2 separate regions of the Sus scrofa genome follow, and region 1 is linked to region 2. The links are chromatin contacts, called in public Hi-C maps. All regions are on one chromosome and are shown on one strand. The core of a region is the stretch at or near the end of the contact, and the rest is flanking DNA. Distances in the headings are between cores, read along the strand shown.

What was found. A called contact is a pair of places that touch in the nucleus more often than the background predicts.
Region 1: a Hi-C map of liver shows a contact between it and region 2, with 4 times the contacts expected there. The contact joins two enhancer-like sites. A contact is called at or near these places in 4 of 47 Hi-C or Micro-C datasets (heart right ventricle, liver and skeletal muscle).

What each region holds. Positions count from the first base shown.
Region 1 is chr3:14,700,105-14,706,312 of Sscrofa11.1, reverse strand. It overlaps AUTS2 (AUTS2, activator of transcription and developmental regulator), which reads right to left. Exons shown (of 20, transcript NM_001246269.1): 6 at 476-527. Among named protein-coding and RNA genes, the nearest start is that of GALNT17, 320 kb to the left of the region's middle. Within about 2 kb of position 4,617, at least 47 of the 83 cell types and tissues checked have an H3K27ac peak or open chromatin away from gene starts, as enhancers often do. A contact at or near this core is called in liver, where this site is marked.
Region 2 is chr3:14,618,798-14,625,388 of Sscrofa11.1, reverse strand. All of the region lies in intron 5 of AUTS2 (AUTS2, activator of transcription and developmental regulator), which reads right to left. Among named protein-coding and RNA genes, the nearest start is that of GALNT17, 400 kb to the left of the region's middle. Within about 2 kb of position 2,093, at least 8 of the 83 cell types and tissues checked have an H3K27ac peak or open chromatin away from gene starts, as enhancers often do. A contact at or near this core is called in liver, where this site is marked.

The DNA of each region.
Region 1 (6,208 bases), core at 3,368-5,867, 78 kb before region 2:
GCTCGTGTATTAACTTTACAGAAAGCCCACAGCAGAGTGAGGCTTGGTTTATGACCATAATACGGTGAATGCTACACATGCTCTGGTTATTAGCGTCTGCGGGCCAAATCAGCTATTTATAGTTCTCCAACTGCTGAGTTGTGGATACGTAACAATAAAGTTAAGACATGTTGCCAACTCTTCTCCTCCATTACAGCTTCTTCCGTTAAATGAAAGTCACACAGACAGCAGTAATTTCTTAGTCAAAACCATTCTAAAAAGGATTCAAGGTATTCTTCTAAAATAACCTTTTTTGTTTTGTTTTTTTGACCCATCACAAAAGCACACAGGTTCTGTCTCAAGCAAACATACGACTTATAAACAGTAGCTCCAGAAGGAAAATGGAATGACCACTGGCTTTTATGGGTTCGTCGTAGGCCAGGACGAGGACACACATTTTACAGAGAAGCTATGGCTCCGATTTAAGGAGTCTTACCTTTGTTTACAATAACAGTATTGAAGAGTTTTTCAGAGCTGGCATCTGAGGCCTGAAACACAAGAAGGGGAGGAAGCATTATTATTGGCTTAATATTATCGTCACCACCATCATGTCTATGATTTTAGGTCAATGTACTACATTTTAGAAAAGCCTGAAAAAGAAAGCAGCAATTTCCCCCTATCTTCCATAAGGTGGTGCTAGTTGACTGCAGGAGCCAGACCTGCAGTGCAGTTATCCGCTGAGAGGAAAAAAACCTGATTGTAAAAAAAAAAAAAAAAAAAAAGTGTCCTTATTAGACGTATTATCTGTGCAAAACATATTTCTATGAGATGATACGCAAAGCAATTCAGCTTATTCACATAATGATTTGTCAATTTCATTGACGTATCATTATTTTGGAAATGGTACTTTTTTCATGATATTTGCAGACATGCCTATTTTCAATCTTCTTTCACAAACCAGAAATGCCTATTATTTAATGCTAAGCTTTTCCTCATTAAAAAGTGTCAACCAGTATGTCCTGAAATTCACTTTTAAAGATTCCTCTGATGACCCCGGGATCCCTGTTCCCTGTAGCAACCAGGACGACCTTGGTGTTGATGTTGAAATGGAAACAAGCCGACCTGCCCAACAGCCCCACACTATACGCGCCATCAGCATTATTTCCTTTCCATTTTCCAGAAATCACGTCTGCTAATTATTACAGTGGCTTGAGGAAAGTGAAATCAGCCTGTTTAAGCATCAGGAGTAAAGCCAGTTTAAATTACACACTCAGGTTCTGGAAAACCAACATGACGTCGGTTGGGAGGAAAATATTTGAGAGGCACTAAATACTTCTAGAACTTGAGGAATTAAAAAAATTTACTTAAAAATTCAGCATCTCCATGACATAGTCATTTGATGATGTATCCGCATTTATAGTTATAACGGAAGTTACATTTACACTATTTTTGCTATCCAACCCTTTTTAAGAAATCACTGATTTTTACTTTATACAGAGATGCATGTTTCGACAAAGCAGCACAGAGTGTTGAATAAATCCAGGAGAAATCTAAGAAATAGGGGGAGGGGAGGAGTCTGCACTACAACATATTCTGACCCTGGAGCTGGCTTTTGGGGACAAAGGAGATATTCAATTTAGTCTTTTCGTGTTATGGTGACAAAGAGGAGATATTCCTGTGTGTTATCCGGGGAACAAGTTCCAGTTCTCACTGCAGGTGACACAGAACGACATACAATACTGTCATTACCACTATGTCCCCTTTATTTCAAGTCTCATCTTCCTACTGTAAGGGTGGTTCCCACGACTAATACATAGATCAAGAAAAAATGAATGTATGTGCAAAACAAGTGTTGAACTGTATACATTTATACATAAGCAGTTTAAAATAAAAGAAAATAAATCCTAGATAGATGTTTCCTTTTGTTTTGCATGAATATAAAATACGCTGAGGGCCTTCATGACATTTTAAACCTGATGATATAAATTGTATATGGTAGTATGTTTTCATAAAAACAAATGGCCAAAAAAACTGTTGCATGGAAGGGGGAAACAAGACATGCCTTAAAGACATCGAGAATATGTAGGTGTGAAAGCAAAAATTATAGGAATAGCGTTGCTGTATTGTAATGTTATAGTGAGATTTCTAGGAACACGAGTTTCCCAGCTGAAAACTTGGAGATAAGAGCAGTTCACTGTTCTTCAGTGAAAAAGTGTCCTTTTTCAAATTGTTCACATTGGAATGGCGACGTTACAGTCACAGCTTAAATGGCAGTGGATTATTTTTTTAAGGAAAAAGGCTGTTAGTTAAATCATTCTACACCAAACTGAAATAACTCTTGCAGATTTGGGAACTACCTATTAAAATGAGTCTAACTGGCCCAAAGAAATGTGGAAACAAAGCACTGTACCCACAATACAGAAAGCACGGGGAAGCAGAGGAAAAGGTTCCCCATCCAGCTTTTATTTGCACTTGGGGTGTGTGTGTGTGAGAAAGAGAGAGAGATGAAATAGGACAGAAGCTGGCTAGGAAGAGGCCCTTTGGCTGTCTTGCACGCCCCTACACAACCTCCTTGGTTGGGGCTGCCACCCTTGTCAGTTCTTTGGCCTCCACACCATATTCTCAAGTAGCCAGTCAAGTGATCCTTATGTCTGAAGCAAACTTAGAGGAGGTGATTATTATGATGCCAGCCAGTAAATTATTAAGGAAATAAATCCGACAGAATATTTACGGCGACCTGGGAGTATGCTAATAAAAGCTCTTCCAGCCCTTTAATTTTCTGATACATGCCTTGCAACTGGGAAGGAGGCAGGGGGTCTCAAAAAGGCCTCCATGTAAAAACACCCAGAAGAAACGAGGGCAGCGGGCTCAGGCTAATCATAAAATGAGCTGCAGCATTTCTTTCTGCCGCCCAGGTGGTTCCAACCATGGCGGACCACTGTCCTGAAAAGTCAGAAAAGAGCTTCTCAGCCCGAGTCTGAAGCAGGAACTACGAGAACATTCTCAGCTTTTTCTCCCTGAACTTTCAGATTCTACTTGCGCTTGAAAGCATTTGAACAAATTTGTGGTTCTCTGGATCTTAATCTTTGGGATGTTTTCTTTTTCACTGTTTTTAGGAAAAAGTCTGCAATTCCTTACATTACCTGGAACATTTTCCTGCCCCCCCCCTTTATAATCAGCAGTTCGGCTAATGGAAACGTGCCGAGCCGAGACTTAGCTAGCGAGCAGATCCTCTCCTCTCCTTTATTTTTTTACCACGGGGGCACCTCTACATACTAACGACTTCAGGTTTTGCTCGCCATTTCGTTTCATCCCCCTCGCTCGGTTTCGGAGAGTGAGGGCGTGAAGTGGCTGCATCTAGAAAGGATAGAAAAACAAAGCTCCCTCTTGGCTGTTTTTTATGGGGGGGGGGTTAATACTGAAAAATTGCTAGACGCCGTAGTTGGTGTTTAAAGAAAAGTTAAATAAGTCAAAGAGATTGAAGGAAGGAACACGGAGAATGAGGAAAACGAATAAAAGCCTTCGGAGGAGCAGACAGGGGTGGGACGCAGCCTCTCCTGTTAAAGGTCCACCTTCATTCCCTTCGCTCGCGGACCCCGCGGACGGCCCTCCGCACCCGCACCCGCACCCGGAGGGGCTTTGCAACCAGAAAAGAGAAACCTCCCCGAAACTTGGGTGCGAGTTCTTTGCCCAGCGGCCGCGATCCCAGCCCAGCTCTCCTTTCGCTTCCCTGGGCACCGCGCGTGCGGGCCAGGATCCCGACCTCTGCGCGGGGAAGCGCTACCCCCGGCACCGGTAGCGAGCGCAGCGCCCAGAGCTCTAGCCCGAGCGGGTGCCAGGCCCCGGCCGGAGGCAGGCGCAGCCCCTCGGGGCGGCTCCGGTCCCCGGGCACGACCGCGTAGCTCCGGCCGCTCGCGCCGCCGCTCCCCGCCGGAGCCCGGCGGGCCAGGGGAGGAAAGTACAAAGGCGGGCGACCGGGCCGCGGAGGGAGGGCGGGCGGCGGGAGGGAGGAGGGGTGGCGGCGGGGGGTTCGGGCGCGCCAGACGCGAGGAGCTCGCCCCTGCCACCCCTGCCCGCCGGCCCGGCCGCCGCAACAAAAGACCCCCGGCCCGCCGCTCCCTCCCGACCACCGGCGGCAAGCGAGGGAGCCGCGCCCCCGGGGCTGCATTACCTGGTCGTAAAGGGTTAAGCAGTCCTGTCAGCCCCAAGTTCATGGTTTGGTTCCAGAGCAAGGCTCACGATGGGGGATCGTCAGAGACCAGGGGGAAAGCCAGCCAAACACACGAAGAGAAAACGCCCAACTCCGACCGGGCTCCGTCCGCGCGAGTCTCTCCTTTCCAGGTGAAAGTCTGAAAGCGGAGGCACGCCAACCAAATCCGTACGGGCGGCAGCTCCGGGGCGGCCGAGCGCCAGCGCCTGCACACATCCAGCGCGGCCGAGGCCAAGCGGGCGGCGGCGACGGGCGGGCGGCCGGGAGGGAGCGCCCAGCCGGCGCTCGCCCGCTGCCTCCGGGCGGCTCCGGCGGCGCGCGGGGCCGCGGGGCACGGCGGGGACCGGAGGGGCGTCCCGGGCGGGCCGGCGAGCGGGCGAGGCGGAGAGGAGCGGCCCGAGCCGCGGCCGCGGCGCGCGGAGCTAAGAGCGAGGCGGCGGCGGCGACAGGACAAAGGAGACCATGTGCGGAGGGGAGGAGGGAGAGGGAGGAGGAGGAGGAGGGCGCGCGGCGGCGGCGGCGGCGGCGGCGGCGGCTTCTCCCCGGCGGCCGCCTCGGGCTCCCCGACTGCCGCTCCCGCCTCTCCAGCAGCACCGCGGGCCGACCAGTCCCGGTCCCGGTCCCGCCGCCACCGCCGCGGCGCTGGAGGAGACGCTCTGGGAGTCTTTATTCGGAGCCGATCTCACTGGCGCGCGGCGCGGGCGGCGCTGCAGCGGCCGGGGCGCCGGGCGGGCTACGCGGGGCCGGCGGCGCCTCCCGGCCGGAGCTCGCGGGCGGACGGGCAGCGCCTAGGGCTGGCTCGGCTCCGGCCCGCGCTCCGCTCGCGGGCGCCTGCCTCTCCCGCCGGCTCGCCGCTCAAGTAAACTCCATCGGCCGCCGGCGCCGCGGGTTCCCTGGCTGGACGGGTGGCGGGAGGGGGCGGCGGCGGCACAGGGGCCCCTCGCTCCGGACTTCGCTCCCCGACTGCGCCGAGCGCGCCTCCTCCAGACGCTCGCAGCTCTCGGAGCGGGACTTCCTCGGCGCGCCGAGCCCGAGCCGCCGGTGCCGCCGCCCCTCCTCCGTCCCGCCCCGCGCGCCCCGCCCCTCGCCGCCCCTCCTCTCGGCCCCGGCGCCGGGTCGGCCCCGCGGGGGCGCAGTCCCCGGGCTCGGCCTCGACAGCTGTCGCTTCCCCCTCCCACCCCCGCGGCTCGGGCCCGAGGTCCCCACGGCCGCCTTCCCGGCGGGCGGGCGCGGCGGGCACTGCCGTGTCCTCCCCGCAGCTGCGGCTTCCACGACTGCGCCGCGGCAGGGAAAGGCCACTAGGCCCACAGGCTGGGGCTGTATTGCCACTAGGCCAGTCACATCTGCAGAGAGCCAGCTCTCAGGGTAGTTGTGATGAGAAATGAGAAAGTAAGTTATGGAAACCACCTGGCACATAGTAGGTGTTCAATAAGTACATTGTTGAAAATGGAGGCGGGGGGGGGGTGCGCAGCCAGAGTCTAGTATTCGAAGAAAGTACTTAATCCAACCTTATCCCCGCCTGGTCAAAGGCTGAACACAGCGGCTCAAGGATACCAGCGCATGAAGTGGCCGTTACAAGTGCCCCTCCCCTTAGTCCTCAAATCCACTGTCATTTATACACCTTCCATCCACAAATGTGGCGCTGGTTGTGACCGCCAGATGCAGGGAAAGGATTAAAGCAAAGCCACAGCCTCACTGAATGCACAATTACTATCATCCTAACATTTACCGTCATGTGTTCTCTAGCGCCCTGTGTAGCGCCTGCCCGAAAGGGGTGGCGGGGAGGGCGGAGGTGCTCAATGACCACAAACTTGGCCCCTAGTGGATGCCCCTGAGCAACACACGGGCAACCAGAGCGCCAAAGCTCCCTTCTGTCCAGTCTGGTGGGCCCCTGGCCAGAATTCTGGCCTCCTTACGCTACTACCCCAACCACAGAGGCCCTGCAAGAGTACCAGGCCATACCTGGGGGCAAGGAGACACCCCCCCCCCCGCAAACATCTGGAGTTTTCATTCCCCATC
Region 2 (6,591 bases), core at 844-3,343:
CAAAGCAGAAGTTGGCAGGGATGCTTCTGCTTTGCAGATAAAAAAGGGCTCTGCTTTTCCTTGAATGCAGGAGCTGCAACAGCCAGAGTGTGGCCATGAGAAAAAGGCCGAGGCAGCCTTGAAGGTGTTGGTTGGTATGGCTGAGCCACTGAAGCAATGACAGGGCCCGCCTAGCTGAGCATCCTTACAACCAGGTGAGAAAGATAAATCCTTCATTGTTTTAGGCTGCCGGTCAAGCGCTCCACTACTTGCAGCCGAATGCACTCCTAAGCTCTACCAAGGCCTAGACTGCCACTGGATCCTTTTTTTCCCCTCTCTCTCTCTTCACCTCTGGTCTCTAAGGAGGAAGTATGCTCCTTCCACTAATGAAAATTCTTCTCTGTTCTTAACCCCATCCCTTAAGACCTCCTCTGGGAGCTCGTTCCATCAATAATCCCATATTCCCTCTCCAATCATTCCTACAGCTCAACCTCAAAACATGTTCAGGTTTCTTTCATCTTAGACCCTAGTTCGAGGAGACTATCTTTGGGTTCAGAAAGCATGTTTACTTATGCTAAAGACTTTCGATTCTACCCTTGATCACTTGCTTGTTCATGTTTTCATGTGGCAACCATATACTGAGCACACAGAGTGTGCGAGGGACTCAATGGGATGCGAAACCAGATGTGCCCTTCCCCTTGTGGAGCTTAGGGTCATCAGGTCATCCCATCATAAACGCGAGCTTAAGGCTGCAGCCTCCCCGATCTCCACGAGTCCCCATGTGGACCCGGCAGCCACACCGGCCCCACTGGCTATCCCAGCCAAAGGGTGCCTCCCTCATCAGTCATGGGTAAGAGTGTGAGCGTCAGCCCAGACAGTGGGTGCGGCCCCTGCGTGCTCCCAGTGGTGCTGATATGATGCTGAGAAAGCTGAGCCCAGGGTCCTCACCTGCCGAATGGGGCTGAGGCTGTGCTGGCTTCGGATGACATGAGACACCGAGTCAAGAGTGCAGCGCAGTGTCTGGCACAGAGAACGCGCCTGCCAAAGGTTGGCCATTATCGCTACCGTTCTTGGTGGATGCAGAGGAACAGAGCAGGGAAAAGTCTGAAGAAGATGGACAGAAGTCACTTCATCTGGACTTTCCTTCTTTTCCTTTCTGGGGAAAACCTCCATTAAAAACCTGGTAAAATTAAACTTTAAGAACACTGCCTTTTGGCTTTGTCCCCAATCTCTTATCAGGACAACTGTATACCTGATTAAAACAGCCTAGTTGACCTCCACTTATGCCAAGTTGGGGCCACACACATGTTAGGGTCTGGATGACCCCTGTGTCGAAGAGATGTTTTTCACAGGTTCCTCCTTAAAAAAAAGCCACGAACATTGCAGGGCGTAGTTTTTGTAGGCTGGGCAGGAAGATCCTAAAATGTCCTAAGCCATGTCAGTGAGAAACTCTAGCATCTTTGTGCCCCTCAGGGAGCAGGGCTGAAGGAACTGCTCCCCCAAGGGCTCTCAGGACCCTGCCCTCTTGCTGCAGGATTCTGGTTCCAGTGAGGGAATTCTTGCTTCAGTCAAGGTTGTATCTAGCAATGAATGTACTGGGAAAGTGAGACCCAAGAGGTTTCTGCCTAGTGACTTTTTTCCCCTCCAGGTATTTATTTTCTAACGTGTACATACACAGCCAAGATCCCCACGTCTCCCTACTCCACCCCGCACCCCTGCCACCCACACCCCACATCCCATCATCCAAGGCAGATGGACAACTTTCAACTACAGGGGACTGAACCCGTCGAGGCATTTCCTTGGGTCACCCACCTAGAGGCTGGGAAAACAGACAAGGGGAAAGCGGTTCTGTGTGAATCCCTAGTGGAACTGGCCAGCCGTGGTTCCCCACCCAGCACCCAGGTTTTTTTTTATTTCTGGAGAGCCAGCCTGGTGGCCTGGAGCTGCCATGTCTCAGCTGTGCGTTCAGCCAGCGTCCAGGCTGGAAGGCAGTGCACCAAGCATGATGCATGTGATCTGGAGCTGGGTGGCCCCGGGTGCTGGTGCAGGCGGCCCTGGAGCTGGCTGGCCTCTGGGCCCGTGCCAGGCAGTCAGGCTGCCAGGGGAAGTAAGTGTGCTGAGCGTGAGAGCGCCAGCTGGCCGGGCCCTCTCCCTGGGGTGGGGGAGGCTGTAAGCACAGATTACCAGGGACTTTGTTCAGTTGTGCTGCTGGCTCCCCGAGGAGAGAAACCTCGCAGCCCTGATGCAGCCCTGATCAGTCCTAATGGGCTCTGATGCGCCAGACCCGGGCTGAGAAGGCCAGCACCACAGGGCACGTGCCCGAGAAGAGGACAAAGGCCACACCTTCGAAGCCAACAGCTGGCTAGGAACCTGACCAGGCAGGGCTCTCTGTCACACAGTTCGGTCCCCGCCTGGAGCCTGGGGGGCTGGTGTCAGCCGTCCCTACTCCCCGCTGTCGATGCCATAAATTACCACCCCGCCACCTCCGCTAAGCACCTTCCCGGGAGCCCCTGGAGTCCACTCAGCGACAAAAGAGAAACTCAAACTTTCCTCTGCCTCATTTCAAGGGCCTGTGACTGTGAAGTCACATGAGCCGCCACCACCAAGAAGTTGTCATGGAGACCGTGGTGGTGGCAGAACTGATGCTGGTCTCCACTTGCTTAAAAAAAAAAAAAAAGGAAGAAAAAAGGTAATTTAAATTTTTATGCATAAGACCAGTTCATTAGACTGAGAAATTAAATAGATCATTTCTTATTTTTTTTCCTCCCAGAGGGATCTCCGAGGAGCCCTGTAGACTGGCTTCTGCAAAAGTTTGGTAGGGGGCTTGGCAGTAATTCATCAGCTGGCCAGGGCGGATGCATAGCCTCTCTAGCCAGGGGTGTCTCTGACCCGGAACTAGTTTGTTTCAAGCATCAAAGGCACCCTCTTCCCTAGTTTCACGTCCAAGTCCCCAGTTCCTCTAATTCAGCCCGCCACCCACCTTCCCAGTGTCGCCTTGGGTGGAACGTCGCTCATTTGGAGCCTGGGCAAAAAGCCTTTGAGGAGTTTCCGTCACCTGTCGGTACCACGTGGACACCAATCAAAAACCAGCCTGTCCCTGGATGTGAATTCATGCTTTTGGAACCACAGGCAGGCGCCCCTTCAAGCCTGGTTTTACGACAAGGGTGATTAACCAGCCACGTCACCCGGACAGGACCACTCCGAGGAGCCAGAGAGCACGCTCCTTGAGCTTCATCTTGCTCCTTACGTGCATGGGTCTCTGCTTTGTTCCCTCTCTTCCCTTCCCCTCCTGTTTGGGGGGCCTACTGGTACCGCCCCCCCTCTGCGACTGACATGCCGGCATCTAGATCCTCTGGGCTCCGCCAAGAGCCCCCTCCCTGTCGGCCTCCTCCTCTCCATCCCTGGGGTCACCACTGTCACAATGGGACTCATCGAGGCCAAACCCCCCCGGCAACCCTCCCCTCCGCTCTCCTGTGGCCCGCCTCTGAAGTCCCCAGCCTGGGAGGAGGGAGACTTAATGAGTTCTCACCAGGGTCAATCTCTAACAAAACACACCTAACACAATGCCCTCCTCATCTCCTTTCATAATATGTAGGCAAGCTGTCATCAGCATCTACTGTGACACTCCCGAAAATCTAATATGACTTGCCAAAGAGCTCTCTATATTCTGGGAGGAAACATCCCTACAGCCTTGATTTCAGTGGTTCAATCTGGAAAGGGATGACGCACATGTAAGGCAGGAGAAAAAAAGGCATGCACACACACATAGACGTACATACAGATATATGTCTATATGCCTCTCCAACCTCTTTTCCTCTTGCTATTCTGGGGCTTGTCTTTAATGAGCAGCTCCAAATGACAGCTTTAATCACTGCCTCTGGCCACTGAAAGAGGCCGCTAATGATAGGAAAGAACATAGGGCCATTTGCATCAATCAGCTCCAGTCTAAATCACTTTTTATGATAATGCACCCAAGCGAAGAAGAAAGTCTCTGATGTCGCCTGCATGATGATGTACCACTGCGCTGTCTCCCCAGTTCAGACCTCCACATAAATCTCTTAAAGAGGCACGCACCCCACCCAGGACTGCCTGCCACTGCCCTCATTTTCTACACCATTAATGATCCACCACCAGGGCAGAGTCATGAGGGGCGAGGCAATCTGTTCCTTTAGTTCTTAGCCTTGGGAATACACCCGCTGGAAAAAAACCATATATATGCGTGTGTGTGTGTGTGTGTGTGTATATATATATATATACATAAATAAAAAGGTGTGGGAGGAGATAAATGCTGACCGCTTAGAAGAGACTTATTTATGACATCATTTCATTCTGTTTTTGTTTTTTTTTTTTTTTAACCTCTCAAACAAAAATGAAGGGGGGTGCATTGCCAGACTTGACTATTTGCTAGTCCTTGAAATGCAAGGCCACACTGTACGATGACAAGAACAATGGGTCGGGAACTCTGAAGTCTGGGTTCCAGCCTGGGCTGCCTGGGCCCACGTGACCTTGGGAAGGTCCTGTTAGGGTCCCTGAGCCTGACTGTCCCCAGTCTAAAGGGCAAGACCAGATCCCATCCGAATGTCACACCCAAGGGTAAAATGCTCGGCCTCTAAGACTGTCGGAAGAGCTGATTTCTACGTCTGGAATCCCATTCTGTGGGGCAAAAGGCTGATGCTCATCTTCCTGGACAATGGGTCTGAGCAACCTCGGCTCTTGACGTGAGATGCACCAAGCAGCTCTCTTTCACAGAGGCTCCTTGGAGATGCTGCCTGGTATTTTGCATCAAGTACAAAAATTATTAAACAACTGCATAGTAGATTCTGATGCTGAGATGTTTCAAACAAGGGAATTTTCTAATGATGTGTCCTGAGCAGAATTAAGAAGTCCAGGGCTCCTTTCCTACTTCCCCCAAACTAAAAAATCTGTTAGCAGCTGGGGTCCTCTGTTCCCTCCTAATTGTCACCGATGTCTTCTGCTGCTTTAAGCATAATAACATACACACACACACACACACACACACACACATACATACTCCAGAGAGTTTCTAACTTATTGTCTGTATATGTGGGGAAATGCTGATAAGCCCATTTATAAGGACCCCTTGGTAGAAAATACTACTGCTTTTTTTGTGTGTGTCTTTTTAGGGCCGCACTGGGGACATATGGAGGTTCCCAGGCTAGCGGTTGAATGGGAGCTGTAGCTGCCAGCCTACACCACAGCCACGGCAACAGACGGGATCCAAGTCCCATCTGTAACCTACACCATAGCTCATGGCAACACCAGATCCTGAACCCACTCAGACAGGCCAGGGATTGAACCTGCGTCCTCATGGATACTAGTTGGGTTCGTTAACTGCTGAGCCACAACGGGAACCCCCTGAAAATACTACTGCTTTAATGAACGTGACTCTCTAGGCATCACAGAAATCACTGTGCAAGTATGAGTTGCTGACCACCTGATAGACTAATTAGTAATTATTTTATTATGCACAAGGCTGGGAGTGGCATTTGGGCCAATGCTGGTTAGAATACGTTCTGGCGAGTATGAGATTTCTGTTCCTCTGTCCTTCTAGTATCTTCCCACACTCCACAGTTAAACACACATAGTTATCCATTGTGACGGCGTAACTAACAAGAAGGCTGGATGGAAGAAATGACTTCCAAACGTTCCACACTTAGGACGGTGCACGAAAGCTCCTTTTAAAGCCATTTCCCTGCTGGGTCAGTTAGGATGAACACTGGCTGCAAGTAAGTAAGAGTTCTCACTCTCAGCGCCTAGGTCCCACGGCAGGCAGTCGAGGGCTGGAAGGGCACTCTGAATGTCCAGGGCGTTGACCTTTCTACATACACTCATGTCTCTGCCTCTACTGCTTTCCATTCCCCAAACCACATCGTGCCCCAGGACACCGGCTGCAGCCCCAACCAGCGAGTCCACTGTCTAGATGGGTGCACTCTGGTCCTTGAAGGGCTCTCTCGACAAGCAGCACTTCACTAATGTTTTAATACCCATCAGCCAGAACTTAGTTCTAAGACAGCACCTTGCTGCAAGGAGGGCCACGAAATGTAGTCTTTATTCTACTTAGTTGGCCCATTTGCCCAATTACAAATCAGGAGTGTTATTACTGAGGAAGGCAGGGAGAATGCGTATTAGAAGGCAACTAGCATTCTTTGCTGCATCCACTTTTCCACCAAGCCGTGTAGCAGAGAACTGTCTAGTTATCATGGGGACCCATAGCAGAGCTCCCCAAACCTACATACAACCATGCTGCAGGGCAGGGGTGCTCTTCCTTACATCAGGATATTCTGTTTGGGGAGGCTTCTTTTTTTGGGGGGGATGCTTCTTGATGACCTTTAACCTTCCCAGGAGGGGGTCCCTCTGAAAAAAGTTACCCCAGTAAGGAACTAGAAAAGGGAGTGCGTTCTTTTAGAAAAGACAGGACAGAGTTGGAGAATCATTTCCACACTCTGGGAAGCAGCAGTTTATTTTAGTTTTTATTTTTATTTTTTGTCTTTTTAGGGCCCCACCCATGGCATATGGAGGTTCCCAGGCTAGGGGTCAAATTGGAGCTGTAGCTGCTGACCTACTCCACAGCCACAGCAATGTGGGATCTGA